Linked DNA regions of Gossypium hirsutum: region 2 is linked to region 1. The links are chromatin contacts, called in public Hi-C maps. All regions are on one chromosome and are shown on one strand. The core of a region is the stretch at or near the end of the contact, and the rest is flanking DNA. Distances in the headings are between cores, read along the strand shown. Region 1 holds the start of LOC107928781 (mitochondrial adenine nucleotide transporter ADNT1). Region 2 holds the start of LOC107928779 (probable WRKY transcription factor 41).

Region 1 (7,448 bases), core at 3,784-6,283:
AATTCTATACTTAACCAAAACAAACAATTCACTTACTCATCTTTACACTTAATTCACCAAAACACACTAAATAATATTCAAATACTGAGACCTCGCCGGATGGGCTATTACATGCATGGTTAGTTTTTAGGTTAGTGACTAAATCATAAAAAATAGACTAAATCAAATATTAAAAACCTAGAATTGATGCCTCTAGGTGAATATTTAGACAGGTTAGACCGAGAGGGGATCCTATTGAGCCAATTAGCTTGTCCCAATTTAGTTTAGTGAAGTCGAGAGATAAATCAGACTAAGTCATCTAATTGGGTAAAATGACAACTGAAAAGTAAAATTGGACTAATTAAGAGTTTGTGTAATTTAGATCCCTAATCCAATAATTAACTAGCAACATGGATATCAACTGGCCACTTTATCTCATTGAATTAATATTTTCGCACCTATGTCTGTTGTTCAATTTAGCCCTCCTAGATGTAGTTTAGTGTAATTATTCTTTGATGATGATTTTCCATATGATATTGAGTGATTACCTAGCTAGACTTCCTAGTTGCATGCATTGTCATTATTAGTCACCTTATCATCCAATCTCTCTTGGGTTCGATCCTTGGAATACTCAAAATGTTCTATTGTAACACTTAAAAATATTATGATTGACCTATCACACTTGCACTCAAGCCACTTTAATTTATGATATTTTGTGCTAGTTCTTTGCTCGGCGTCTGTACACCAAGGCACGATCACCTATTCCTAAACACATGTACAAATATGGTTAAAGGGTTTATTGCTGTAAATAACACAACCACTCAAGTTCTATAAAAAAAATTAGTTTTCTGTAGTGCAAGAAACTATTTCTAAATCAAATTCTTTTAATAACTAGTATTAGAGCTAGGTTGTGGTATGTGTATAATGTCTACCTGTTTACCAAATTACTTCTCTCGCTCATTTGTTTGAGTAAATTGATGAGAAGTGTTATTTTTGCGTTTGTGAGCATGTTTATGATTTGTATATATGAATGTATGGATTATAATTATTTTATTTTATTATAAAGTAATTTTGCCAAAAGTTGTGGTTCCTAAATTTTAGATCAGTTGTATTTTAAGTTTACTAATTTTTATGTTTGTAATTAGTAGACTTTCATCTCCACATATGGTTTTTTGTGTAAAATTAGAAAAATCATATAAATTGGAAACGAACTAGGAATTTCAGTACCTTAAACTTTTTGGCAAAACCCAAAAAAGCGAGACGGGCCCATAAGCTAAACTGAGCGAAAAATGAATGAACCACAAACCGCCATGGATGGCTAACCAACATGTGATAGTGTGGGCGGAATTGCTTAGAGCACTGTCGGACCTACAGGAATAGCACAAAATGCCATGGTGTTGCACTTTAGCCAAATGCACAGTGCGTAGGAGTTGTCGGAGCTTTACGCCCTAGTAGCCGTGTACAACTAGTGGCGATTGTCGAGCATCACGCCTAGTCGATCACACGATTGGGTGTATAGGCGAGTACATCGTGCCCTTGTCAGTTTCAACACTTAGCAGAACCAATCGCATGGCCGAGGCATCATGCACTAGCTAAGAGATGATCAAGCGGCCTATACCACATATGGGCTAGGCATCATGCTCAATAGTCGGCATCACAGGAACAACAGTACATGCATGTCGCATGGGCTTGCTGCAAGACAACCGAGAGCATCAGATGTTGACACTTAATTGGGTGGGAAGTGTAACAGCGATGTCCAACAGTTTGCTAATGAAAACAACAAAAATGGTGGTTGGCTGATGGTGACCAAAGGTGATAGTTGTGGAGGTAATAATGAATTTTTGGTTTGAGGGATTTTAGTTATTTTGGTGCATAGGTTTTTTTGGGGTGAATTCAGGATTTTGGGGCTTTTATGCAAAAAACCCAAAGTATGTTCTGGTTATTTTGGTACATAGGTTCCATTTCTTCTTGCAATGCGGGTATGGAATTAGCCAACTCACTTAGTAATTTCTTAACATGCAACTTATCCGTCCATGGTGCCTCAAGAATCTTTTGTTTCTTGTTACACTTCCACAATCCAATACTCAAGGTGGCGGTTCTCCTTGCACCATAAAAGATGAAAATGACTTCAAATTGCTTGATTAAAGGTTAAAATTGTTAGATTTTTTATATTTAAGATCAAATTGATTGATTTGATAAACAGTAGAGATTAAATTTGTTATTGGACCAATAAAAAAAGTCAATATCAACTTCTATCACTCATTTAGTGATAACTAATGAGAGAGTGATTAAAATATTTAATTTTAAAAAATTTAATTATTAAACTAACAAATAATATTTAAATAACTAAAATAAAACAAAAAAATATAATTGGTAAAGTCAACCCTTAAAAAATTAATTACGAATGTAGTAAATAATTATTAATTTAAATATGAAAATATTAAATGTAGAAAAATTTGAAAAATCGTTGTCATAACTACATCCACAACGCACAAGAATCTAAAAAGAGGGTGGTACAGTTGAATTTTTAAGCAAGGACCGCCCCCACCCCCCCCCCCCCAAAAAATATATATATATGTGGATGAAAATGGCACTATCCTAACCTACTCTTTATTTAACATCCATGAAATTCTCCCTTTCTCTTTACTCTATACTCATCACTATGATGTTCTTCAGGTTCTGCCTTAGCCTTTAACTATGTGCTCGAAATTCACTATCATCAAAATTTGTGGACCTCACCCCTTCCATCAAACTAGCCACAGCTTTTGCTTATAAAGAGAGGGCGAAAGCAAAAATATGATATGAATAATTTCTATCATCTATTTACACTTCTATACTTGTTATATATATGGCTATCACACATACCCATATGAAAATTATATACTAAAAATATAGAAAAGTGTCTAAAAATAACATACAATAAATAATAAAAATAAAATTTGAAATTAATTAATAATAACACATGAAATATATGTAATATTAAAATAAATAATATATTAAATTATAAGTAAAATGAAATTTAAACACGTAATACATCATATTAAGAATTCTAAATGTAGTACAATTATTTATCATTATATTATCATCAATCTCGAGTTAGTGTCAAATTGATTTATGATACCAGCTCAATCAATAACATTATCAATATATGCAATTGGAGGTAATAAAGTATGCATAATAAAATTAAACTGTATAAAAAATAAAAATAAAATTTAATACAATTGGCATGAATTCAAATCCCAACATAAGCATATTTTTTTATTGTTTTTTAATTAAAAAACTTAAACACCGTCAAATAATATAACTTACTTTAAATAAGAGAAGGCATTTTTGTAATTTCACAACCTAAATCAAGGGCTTAAATAATATTATAAAATAAATATTTTTGGCTAAGTTAGTGTCACCCATAATCGAGTCCCAACTCAGTTATTAAATTATCAGAATGTTATAATTTTGATAAAACAACTCATATTAATTTGAGAGCATTTTTATATTTTTTTTATGTGAACTTCTAATGATATTTAAACATGAGACACCCATAACATTTATTTTCTTAATTTTACCATTTCAACCAAAGTGTTATTTGGTTTTAAATAAATATATTATATAAAACTTTTCACTAAGTTTATGTCTTGAATTAACTAAATAACAACTCAATTAAAAAAAATCTAAAATAGCATTTTAACAAACAACAAATATTTATTTCAAAGGTGTTTATGTATTTTTTTAATAATTTACAAATACAATTTTGAACCTTAGGCTTTAATAAAGAAAAATTCAACCAATACTCTAAAATAATATTAATCTTTTTATATAGTGCTTATAAGTACTCATAACTTTTTTTAATATTTAAATAGAAAAATAAACACATTTTAGCTTATGTCCTCTATAATAGCAACAATGTAAATGACAACCGAGTTAAGACTCATTCAACTCAAAAAATATATTTTCCTTTTAATTAGAAATAAATTTATAAATATATATATTTTAAAAAATTCTTGTGATATAATCTAATAAGTAATAAACTCAATTAGTAAAATAACAAAAGTTTATGTGCATTAGTATTCTATTATCAACGAAAATTGAAAAGATAAAATTATTACATGTTTTAAAAAAATAAAATTAACTATAAAGCGCATGACAATTTCTTTAATTTATATTATATTTAAAAATTTGATATTATAAATCAAAATGATTAAAATATTTTTATATTTAAAAAATAACAAATACTTTTTATATTTTTATATAAAATTTATATGTAAAAATTTTAAATCAACTCTAGCTAAAATTTTATCCACATTTATCATAATTTAATTTTATTAAAAACTGTTATAAGTGCGAGTTAAAACGTTACATTGCGAAGTGCCAAATGACAAATGACAAATCGCAAATTGATTTATTTATTTGTAATTTATGAAATATTGAAATTTGATTACTAAAACTTGATATTAATGGAAAGGATATTTTGGATTTAGGTTATATTTAGGAAAATCATCCAAACATAGCAGTGCGATACGCAATATTTACTTAATGGAATAGAATGAGTTTAGGAAATCGTAATCTACTTCTGCCCTAAAATATTTAGCTTCTTACTCTTACCAAAATTCGTTAAAAGCTTAACTAAAAGGAATTTATATTTTTGGCAAACTTGTAAATTCGAATTAAATACTATCTTGAAAAAATAATTGCCAATAACGTATCATTTTTTCTTACTATAATTATATTAAATTCCAAAACTTTAAATTAATAAAAATCATTAAACAAGGTAAGATTCTTAATTAAAGGGTAACTCACAATTCTATTTTATAAGAAAAAGTAAGTTTTTTCGTTATTTAATGTACAATTTTAAAGATTCCAAACCAAGTATACTTGTGTATATGTTTGTATTATTATATTTTTATAATTCCTTGTATCAAAACAAAATCTTATAATTTACTGTAATATTACACTTCAAATTTATATCATATTCATATTAATTTTGGTGATTTATTTTTTAATCTTATTAATTAAAAATATATATATATATTTTTTGTTTGTTTGTTTTGAGAGGAAACGAGGGTTAGTTGTAGAGTGAAAAGAGAGGGTATTCTGGATATGGAAATTTCATTTATCTCCGCCAAGTTCCAGCAGTTATATATTTTTCTACAAGTACCCTTTTCTTTGTTTTTCTATCAACTTAGCCAATGCTTGCTCACTTTCACTCATTCCCCTAATCACTGCAAACAGGATCTCTTCTTCTTCTCCGATCACCGGTGTCTGCTCAGCGCCATATTTTGATCGGATAAGTTACGGTTCCAACGTTATATCTCTGTCTGAATTGCTTTTTTCCTCTCTTTTTTTTTAAATTTTATTTCCCAAAAAATGGCGTCTGAGGATGTGAAAAGAAGCGAGTCTGCGGTCTCGACGATCGTGAATCTGGCGGAAGAAGCGAAGATAGCTAGCGAAGGAGTTAAGGCGCCGAGCCATGCGTTGCTTAGTATTTGCAAGTCTCTTGTTGCTGGTGGTGTCGCCGGTGGAGTGTAAGTCCCTTTCTTTCTTAAGATCCGCTCTTTGCCTTTCCTTTTCTTTTTTTTTAATCTTCGACTAGTTTGATCGTGTTTTTTTGTTTCCTCCGATAATTTTTTGGTCCTTTAAGTTAATTCATCTATTTTTTTTTTGAAAACTTTCTTTTTCCTTCTTGTTTTTGCTTGTTCAACTCAGTATCATAATTTTCCGCTTTTAGAAAAATAATGTAACCTTTTTTTTTATATAAACTCAGTTACTTTTTCTGGAAAGCAGTGATTTTCTTAACAGGACTTGTTAACTTTGAAATTGGAAAATCGAAGTATGCTTCTTTTTCCTCTATTATGTTGAATCCAAGAAAATATGTATTTTTGGTTAAAATTTAATCACTCTTTATTTTTTTATGATGAAAATGTTCTTCAATATGTTTAATTCTCTGTTTTATGAATCTTTTACTATTGATACTCTAATTATGTAAAATATTGAATTGGGGTCTCTTCTTCTTTTGGTATTTGTGAATAAGGGATGATAACCATGTAAAGGTCACTGTTTGGTATTTATTGGTAATGATGTGGAAATTCTTGGAGATGCAAAATGGTTTTTTAAAGTAACAGTTACTTTGTCACTGAATTAACGTACGTTGATTCTTCAGGGGAAAAAAAGGCCTTTTTCATCATTTAGGATTTTAATAGGTTGTGAGGTGTTTTCAATATGGTTTCTCTCTGTTTGTATATTTCCACTCCCAGTAAGAGGCATGGTCGTTAAAATTCAGGGATATTGACTATGGTGCCATTTGATGCTTGGAGAAATTTGATGGTTACTTTTGTGGCCTTGCTGGTAGTTCACTGGAGGGCCTGAGGGATGGTTGACTCTTTTGATGTTGATAAATGAAGAATATATTCATTCCATTTTCTAAACCCTTTGCTTGCAACTTTTGTTGTCCTAAAGATGGTGGGAATGGTACGGAAGATCTGAGGATGAAATATTACCCTGTTGCCCTTTGGATGCTTTTTTTCATTTGACCTGATTGCACCTTCTGCTATGGTCATGGAATACTTTTGTATCTATATTGTATTATTATAATGTTTGACTTTCCATTTCCATTGCCAGCTTGCTTTACTTAGTGTATGTTGTATCTATTTCAGGTCACGTAGTGCTGTTGCTCCCCTAGAAAGATTAAAAATTTTACTTCAGGTAGTTTATGTTATCATCATCATTTGGTCCTTATCCATTAAGTTCTCATTTTTTGCAATGCTATAGTTTATAGCCAATGCCTCCTTGTTCTTCCTAGTGAAAGTTCAACATATTTTCTATTCTCAATTTTGTTACTGCTGGTGATAATCAGAGCTTTAACTACATTGTATATGTCCTAGAGTATTTCTATTATAGAGTAGCTGTTTCCATTTTTTTACAGCCTGTAGATTGACAGGATTTTCTTTCCGAGCCTGCAGGTTCAGAATCCTCATAGTATAAAATACAATGGAACAATCCAGGGTTTGAAATACATATGGAGAACTGAGGGTTTCAGGGGAATGTTTAAAGGAAATGGTACTAATTGTGCTCGCATCATTCCTAACTCAGCAGTGAAGTTTTTCAGCTACGAAGAAGCCTCTAAGTAAGCCTTGGCAGTTCCTTTCTTCACTATTAACCTTCAGTTATTACCACAGTACAAAGTTTGAACTAATCTCTTCCTTTTTGCTTCTTTCTAAATACAGGGGGATTTTATACCTATATCGGCAGCAATCAGGAAATGGTATGCCTTTATAATAGCACTATACTTGTAAATATTCTTGAGATTTGAAGCTGATTGTTACTATTCAATTTCATTTACTGTTGTGCAATTATTGAGGCAAAGAAGTACTGTACTGTTAGTGAACTTTGTGTATTGAATAACTAATTTTGTGTTATAAGAAATAAGTTCACTGGATGTTATTGACAAAGACTGTGCATCCCTTTCTGTCTGCATG
Region 2 (7,494 bases), core at 4,289-6,788, 590 kb before region 1:
GCATGCATCTTTGAAAATGCCATTAAAAGAGAAACCGGGCAATCCATAATAATCCACAACAGCGCAGGCTTCAATCACGAATGGTCCACACAAAGATTAACTTTGTAATTTCACGATCTTTATAAGAATAAAATTAAAATGAAAAGGCCTTTTATTGGATATAAAAAATATTCCATAAAATGTGCTATTATAAAGTAAAATTGTTTAGAGATCTTTAATATGTAGGTTTAAAACTTTAAACCAAAATTGATTTACTTGATTTTTGCAGTTCTATTTTTGTATTTTTTTTATTTTCATAGTAAAGGCAATTTTGACAAGAATCAACAAAAAATTTTCATTATTACTTATACTAAAAGGCGATAATATAAGGAAATCTTCCATATTTCTGATTATTATGTAATTTAGAATACACCAACAAAATTCCAAATGGAAATTTATGATTTTTTTTAAACTTATGGAAATATATATTATTCTGCTTTAACTAAGGCAACATTATAATGATATATAATGTACGAAATGGCTACAATTGTTGCAAAATTTTGACTCGCGGTAGAAGAAACATGCTTACTTGGTTACATTCAAAAAATACTAAAAAACTTTGCTATATATAATATGTATTGACTTGATTTGTTGAAACTCGAACGGATCGAGCAGCAATGGGCGGAGCAAAGGACTGTCAAGCTTCGAAACAAGAGTCAAACGAGCAGAGGATTATCGAGCAGCGATGGACGGAGCAGCGTCGAAGAAGAAGACGAAGATCGATGGCAAATGCATTGTTGACAGCGATGTAAAAAGAGACAAAGATCGATGACAAACTCATTACCGACGACGATGCAGCAGATGGATGATTGGATAGACGACCAACAGTAGATGGATGGGAAAGAAAAAACTAAGTTAGGGATTTGGGGAAAACTATTTGGTGGAATAAGGGTCGGGGGATTAGCTATCAAAACGGCGTCGTTTCAATAAAAATTAAAAAATGTTCATGGCATTTATGGGCAAAATGCCACTAACGCTGATCCCATTCGATGTACCTTTATGGCACGTAACATAAAACACCACTAAATATATACTATTTGGGCGCTATTTCTAGAAACACCACTATATAATGACTTATTGCATATTTGTGGTATTTTTCAATACAAACGCTGTTAAAAGTTCAACCTTTACGGCGTTTCCGATCTAAACACCACTAAAAATGCCGCTAAAAGCTTAATTTGCTGTAGTGTTTATGATGTAATGTATAGTCATAAATCATGTTATTTGATTCACAACATCAAAGAGGTATGCTACTTAAACAATCTATTACATATTATTGTTACTATTAATATTACGGTTAAATATTCTTTGCACATTTGAAATTTAGTGTCTATATTTTTATATTTTTCAGCTGTATAGGCTTTCTCTACTTTTTATATTTCAAAATTCAAGTCCAATTGTCAACACTATTAAAATTCTTTTGTTAAGTTAATTGATGTGGAATTTTAAATTAAAAAAACTAATTTGGTATATATGTAACAAAGTAATTAACATTTGTAATAAATTTGAATTTAACATATAAATTTTAACAAAGTTCACAATAAGATTTAGATTTTAAAATCTTAAAAATAAAAGTACTAAATTTATTCAAATAGAGGATTTTCAACACACCATCAAAACAAATATGTACTCAAATGTAAAATAATAATATTTTTTATACATGTTATATATTTCTATTGTGTATTTATTCCAACTACAATTTTACATCATGTTTTAGAAAAATATTACTCAGGAAGGGAATTAAAAATATCAAATAATTACAAATTAAGATAGATTTCAATTTTTATTTTATTAATTCCATATAATTTTTTTTTGTGCAACTACTCATTTCTTTTCCATACATTAAAAACCTTCTTTCATTGTTTTACAAATTATTTCCAACACTCACATAATATATATATTCTCCATCACTACTTTTTTATTTATATATTCCAAGTATTATATTATAATAAATTCATTTCATAAACATTAAAAAATATATTATTTTTACAATATTACAATTATACATTCAATTAATCTATACATAGCACGAAATATAAACTATTCTTATTATATTAAAAGAAGTGGCAACAGTGGTAGATTCAAACTATAGAATCCAAGAAAATACTAATAATCAATTTTAAAATTGGTGTAATCATGGTTTTAATATTTGTTTAATCGATTTTTAATTTTGAAAAATTAGAAAGTTTACCCATGTTATTAGAAAAACTAAAAGGTTTTTCTTAAAAGTTAACGCTTTTTGCTAAAGAAAAGTCCACCCATAAAGTGGATTCTAGTATTATTTAAATACAACTAGAAAAACTGTATTATTTAAATATTATGTTTGATAGATTTTATATAATTCTATGTTGTGATTGAATAACCGTAAGATAGTGATTAAAATAATTGAAATACTTCCTTTTAATAATTTATTTGATTTTGCATGTTTCACATTACATTGAAGACCTCTCTTCCCTAAGTTTAAATTTATAATATATCATTTCATATTTTTGTTTAGTTTTAATATTTAATTTTGTATTTAAATTTTTTTCAATTTGGAATTATTTAGTATTTGTATTTTTTAAATTTGATTTTTGAATTTTTATTTTATTTAAGTATTCGAGTTTGATTTTAATGTTCAATTTAATATTTAAGTTTTTTTTCCCAATTAAGTATATGTGTTTGCTTAGTAGAGTATATATATAAAATATTTATGGGGTAGTACTAAGGGCGAAGCTAGAAAATTTATTTTGGAAGATTAAAATTAAATTATTTATTTTTACGATAGTAAAAATATAAATTTATCATTTTATTAACCTATATCTTCATAATTTTTAATTAAATTTTATCATTTTAGGAGGTTAAAGTACAATTTTATCACTCTTAATTTAATTTTTTTTATATTTTTATAAAATATAAAAAATCTAAATGAAAAATTTTTCATTTAAGAGACAACAGGGCGAATGTCACCTCCTCCATTTGCCATTGCCATTGCTGAGTATCAAGTTGAATACTAAAATGTTATACTCTAATATCAAATTAAAAAAAATTAAATATCAAATAAATATAAAATTTTGTTTGATGGGACGCTTCCAATTCCATACGTCATGCTCATGGAAGAACCTTAAATAAAATAAATAGCCTAAACAAACATGTGAGTCAAACCTCTTTGTATAATGCAGGCTTTATAAATTAATCACACCAATTACTCTTGGTTAATTAGGTTTTTTATTAAAATATTTTGGATTCATCATCATAGCTTAAAGAATTCAAGGAGTTTGGATTGTTTTTGAAAAACAAAAAAGCAATTTTTGCAATTTTTAAATATTTGAAGCAAATATTAGATTTAAAATATTAATATCTGAAATTACCTTTTATCAAATTACGAAACATCGGGTAGGGTATGTTGGATAATGGAAACACAACAATCCCTCCAAAAATATTGGAATGAATTGCAGGTGAGCGAGTGGCTGCAATGCATGTTCTTGACAGTTAAGAAGCATCATTTTTTTGTAAAAAAAAAAGAAGAAGAAGAAGAAGAAGCTGTGAAGAATCTAATCTGGGCAGATGAAGTGCAAATGGTGGTTGAAAATGGCATCTTTGAGTACACGTAAGCTCCAAATTTCCCCACATGGGAAGAGCAATAACGCGGAGTTTGGTTTGAAATTTCTTTGGTCCAATTCACCTTCAACTCTGACTTTCTTTCACATTAGTCTATATGCTCTTTTTATTCTTAACCTCAATCATTCGTGTCACGCTCAGGATAAATCAGGTGACCCAACCCTTTGCTTAATCACATAATTGAAATCGTGATTTTTTTTACTATTAATTTTTATAATTTTTGAAAGTTATGGATTTTATATTTTAATTAAATTAAATTTAATTCTTATATTTTTTAAATAGTCAATTTTAGTCATGACCTAAACAATAGTAGATAAATTTATTTGGTTAAATTTAATTATCAATTATATACTATGCATACAATTGTATATTTAATTCATATTCTCTAATTAAATTATTTTAAGTTTTAATACTTTTCAAATTTTAAAAATTTCAGTCTTGATACAAATGACAATCATTAATCTCTTAATTGAATTTTTAATACGTAATATATGAAAATAGCACGCTAACATGCCACTATACATATGATAATATGTTCGCCATATTAAATTTGAAAATAAAAGATGTTAACTAAATAAATTTAATAATTATAGTTTAATAAGAGCTAAAATTTTAAGTTTTATAAAATATAAGAATTTAAATAAAAGTAAAGACATAAGGACAAATAACATAATTTAAATTAAATAAGTATTAGATTTATTTTATTTTAAGGCTTCCCCTGGCATAGCTTTTTGCTCTGGTGCGTTGAATTTTGAAGATTTTTTGTTTTCATTGGAACGCATGATGTTTGGCGAACCAACAGTCCAATGAGATTGTCTCACTGCTTGTCAAAATTTTGGCTGGAGCTTTTAGCTCCAACAATTGCAGTTAAGTGATATAATTATTGTTTTATCACTTTTATTCATTATTGTATTTTTCAATTTACTTTTTATATTAATTTAATTTAATTATTATTTTATATAACATAATTTCATTATATATTTTATTATTTAGTATAACTATTATACAAATATTTTTAATGATTTAACTTTTAATATAAATATATGTGTAATAATTTTAATTATAATTTAACATAAATATAATGAAAAATGTTTATTACAAGAATTTTTAAACTCCACAATCAAAGTTTACAAATGTTCTATAAAGATATAATAAAATATTGAAAAAAAGGCAAATAAATTTTTTTTTAAAACTACTCTTCCTACAATTAATTTTAATTTTATCGCTATGCTATTTAAATTTATTGTTACCATTGTTTTCAACATCACCATAGGCAATTCAAAAACAACCTTAGTTCTATCACATGTAGGTTGTATTAAATTTATTTTAGTTTAGATTTGAATATATTTTTATTATTAAACTCATCTCGGTTTATAAGCATTTGTGATCCTAATTACACTTGGGATATTTTAGATGTAAAATTGAAGGGAGACTTGGTCAGAAATTGGCGACTTGGTCAGCAATTGGAGTTTTGACCTTACCTCACTCTTCAGTCCACTAATCTTATTCTAGTTTATCATGACCAAAGACTAGTCTATGCTGAAAAACTCGGTTTCTTTTGGTCAAACTTCAAACTTTCTATTCCAACAACCATTTTTTCTAATCCAAAACTCCAATGAAGTTCCTTTAAAAGCCCCAGAGTTTCAATTTCTTATTCAAACCCACAACCTTTCACTCTCCTACTCCCTCTTTGCTTAAACCTCAGCATAGACAAGTTCAAACATTTTCCAGCTTTTAGTTAATCAAAACTTAACATTCAGGCCAAGTTCCATGGTTGTTACTTCTTGCTCTTCACCATTTAGGCTATTTCAATCCCTTTGGCTGCTTCTGCTTGTGATCCTTGGAGAAGTTTTTTCTTCTTCATAACCAAATTTACCCGGTCTATAGCAGGTCATGAATTAGTATTCCCAAGTTCCAAACAAGGAATCCCTCTCTATTTTCTTACAGTGGAAGGAAAGAAGAAAAGGAAAAGAAAAATGGAGAACATGTGGAAGTGGGAGCAGGGGACACTGGTGAGCGAGCTGATTCAAGGAATGCAATTAGCAAAACAGCTAAGGTTGCATTTGGGTGCATCATCATCTTCTGTTGAATCCAGGGACTTGCTACTACAGAAGATCTTATCTTCCTATGAAAAAGCTCTTCTGATTTTAAAACTGAGCAGGCCTACGGAACAGCCACAACAAAATGTAGGAGGAATAACTTGTGTGCCAGAGTCTCCTCTAACCATCAACGGCAGCCCCAGGAGTGATGATTTAGAAAAGGATAACCAGGATATCAGAGATGTCTCAAAGAAGAGGTGAATTTGCAAGCTACAAGTTAATCATTCTTGTATGTTATTGCAAATTTTGTAAGTTGTAAATTTGAGTCTGCTAAATGATTCCTGGAACTGGGTTTTGCAGAAAGATGATGCCTAGGTGGACGGATCAGGTGAGAGTGAGCTCTGAAAACCTGCTGGAGGGTCCTCATGATGATGGCTACAGTTGGAGAAAATACGGGCAAAAGGATATCCTTGGAGCCAAATATCCTAGGTGAATGACCCTTTTCCCATGTAAAATGCTGGAATTTTGTATTAGTCAAAACCCTGATGATGGAATGTTTACTTTTGCAGAAGCTATTACAGATGCACCTATCGAAACACCCAAAACTGCTGGGCTACAAAGCAAGTCCAGAGATCAGATGAAGATCCGACCCTCTTTGAGGTCACATACAGAGGAATTCACACATGTGCAAATGGCAACCACGCAGTTCCATCCCCAGAAAAACAACATAAATCAAACACAAACGGCCTTAATAATACCAATTACCAACCATTGCAATCACAAGATGTCCTCTCAGAGTTTCGAGCAGGCCTAAGAGTCAATATTGAGGGCTTAGACAATAAAGAGATGGCACCCCCATTCTCTTTTGCTTCAACATCATTTGGGTGTATAAAGAGCGAAAACCATAGCTTTTCACCTTCAGGAGTACTTGATTACAACAATATCTTCGGCAGCTTTTCATCGCCGTTCATGTCTCCCGATACACCAGAATTAAACTACTTTTCAATTTCTCAGATGAACAACTTCCAAGGGGTGCTTAACACACAGCATTCTAAATCTGATCTCACCGAGTTGGTTTCAGCCAACACTTCGGCCACCAATTCTCCAATTATGGACTTGGATTTTTCGCTGGACCAAGTGGAGTTGGACCCGAATTTCCCATTTGACACCCCGGGATTTTTCTCCTAACTCTTTTCCGCTATCGAATAAGAGTAACAGTAGATGTCAAATTCGGGTTCCAATAACCAAAGTAGGTTCATGGTGAGCCGTGTGTTCTGCGAAGAACTATTGTACAATACATCTCCCTTTCATTTCTATGTTGGTTTTGAGAAATTTCCTCAGATAACAAGTTTTGATATTTGTTCTTATCGAAATTCCATAATACTAGTGCTCAGATTTTCACCAAAATGCAAAGGTCCTTCTAACACTCACTGCAACTTCATTGCAATTAGCAAAGGAGTATTTTACGCAATGGCCATTTATAATCCAAATAAGTTGTCCATAACAACATACCGTGAAAGTTCACAAATCCTGGGTTTCAGAAGAATAAAATCAGTATATACAGGGAAAAAGAATCTACATTCCAACGATTCCTACATTGCTTGTCTTTACACATAGCCGATGGAATACATAAGCAAATGGTAACAAGTTAACACTTGAGAAATTATCATATATCACAAGTCCCGAAATAAGAAAACTGCAGGACAAGAAGCAACATCCAACAGAACTGAGAAGAGCTCATGGTACTTTAACAATGAAATGGCAAGGATATCGACTGAAATCATAGTTAATCTATATGTAAGGTTTCTTCTGGTTT

What was found. Hi-C and Micro-C count contacts between places; a contact is called where the count stands out from the background.
Region 2: a Hi-C map of hypocotyl shows a contact between it and region 1, with 3 times the contacts expected there. The contact joins the promoter of LOC107928779 here to the promoter of LOC107928781 in region 1. A contact is called at or near these places in 4 of 34 Hi-C or Micro-C datasets (callus, fibers, hypocotyl and 1 more).

Annotation. Positions count from the first base shown.
Region 1 is chrA08:75,574,689-75,582,136 of Gossypium_hirsutum_v2.1, reverse strand. LOC107928781 (mitochondrial adenine nucleotide transporter ADNT1) reads left to right here and starts at 5,033. Exons shown (of 9, transcript XM_016860046.2): 1 at 5,033-5,498; 2 at 6,627-6,675; 3 at 6,933-7,096; 4 at 7,197-7,234. The coding sequence starts at 5,341.
Region 2 is chrA08:76,169,979-76,177,472 of Gossypium_hirsutum_v2.1, reverse strand. LOC107928779 (probable WRKY transcription factor 41) reads left to right here and starts at 5,538. Exons shown (of 3, transcript NM_001327291.1): 1 at 5,538-5,935; 2 at 6,039-6,167; 3 at 6,248-6,992. The coding sequence starts at 5,616. The coding sequence ends at 6,866. It overlaps LOC107928780, which reads right to left. Exons shown (of 3, transcript XM_016860045.2): 3 at 7,238-7,494. The coding sequence ends at 7,470.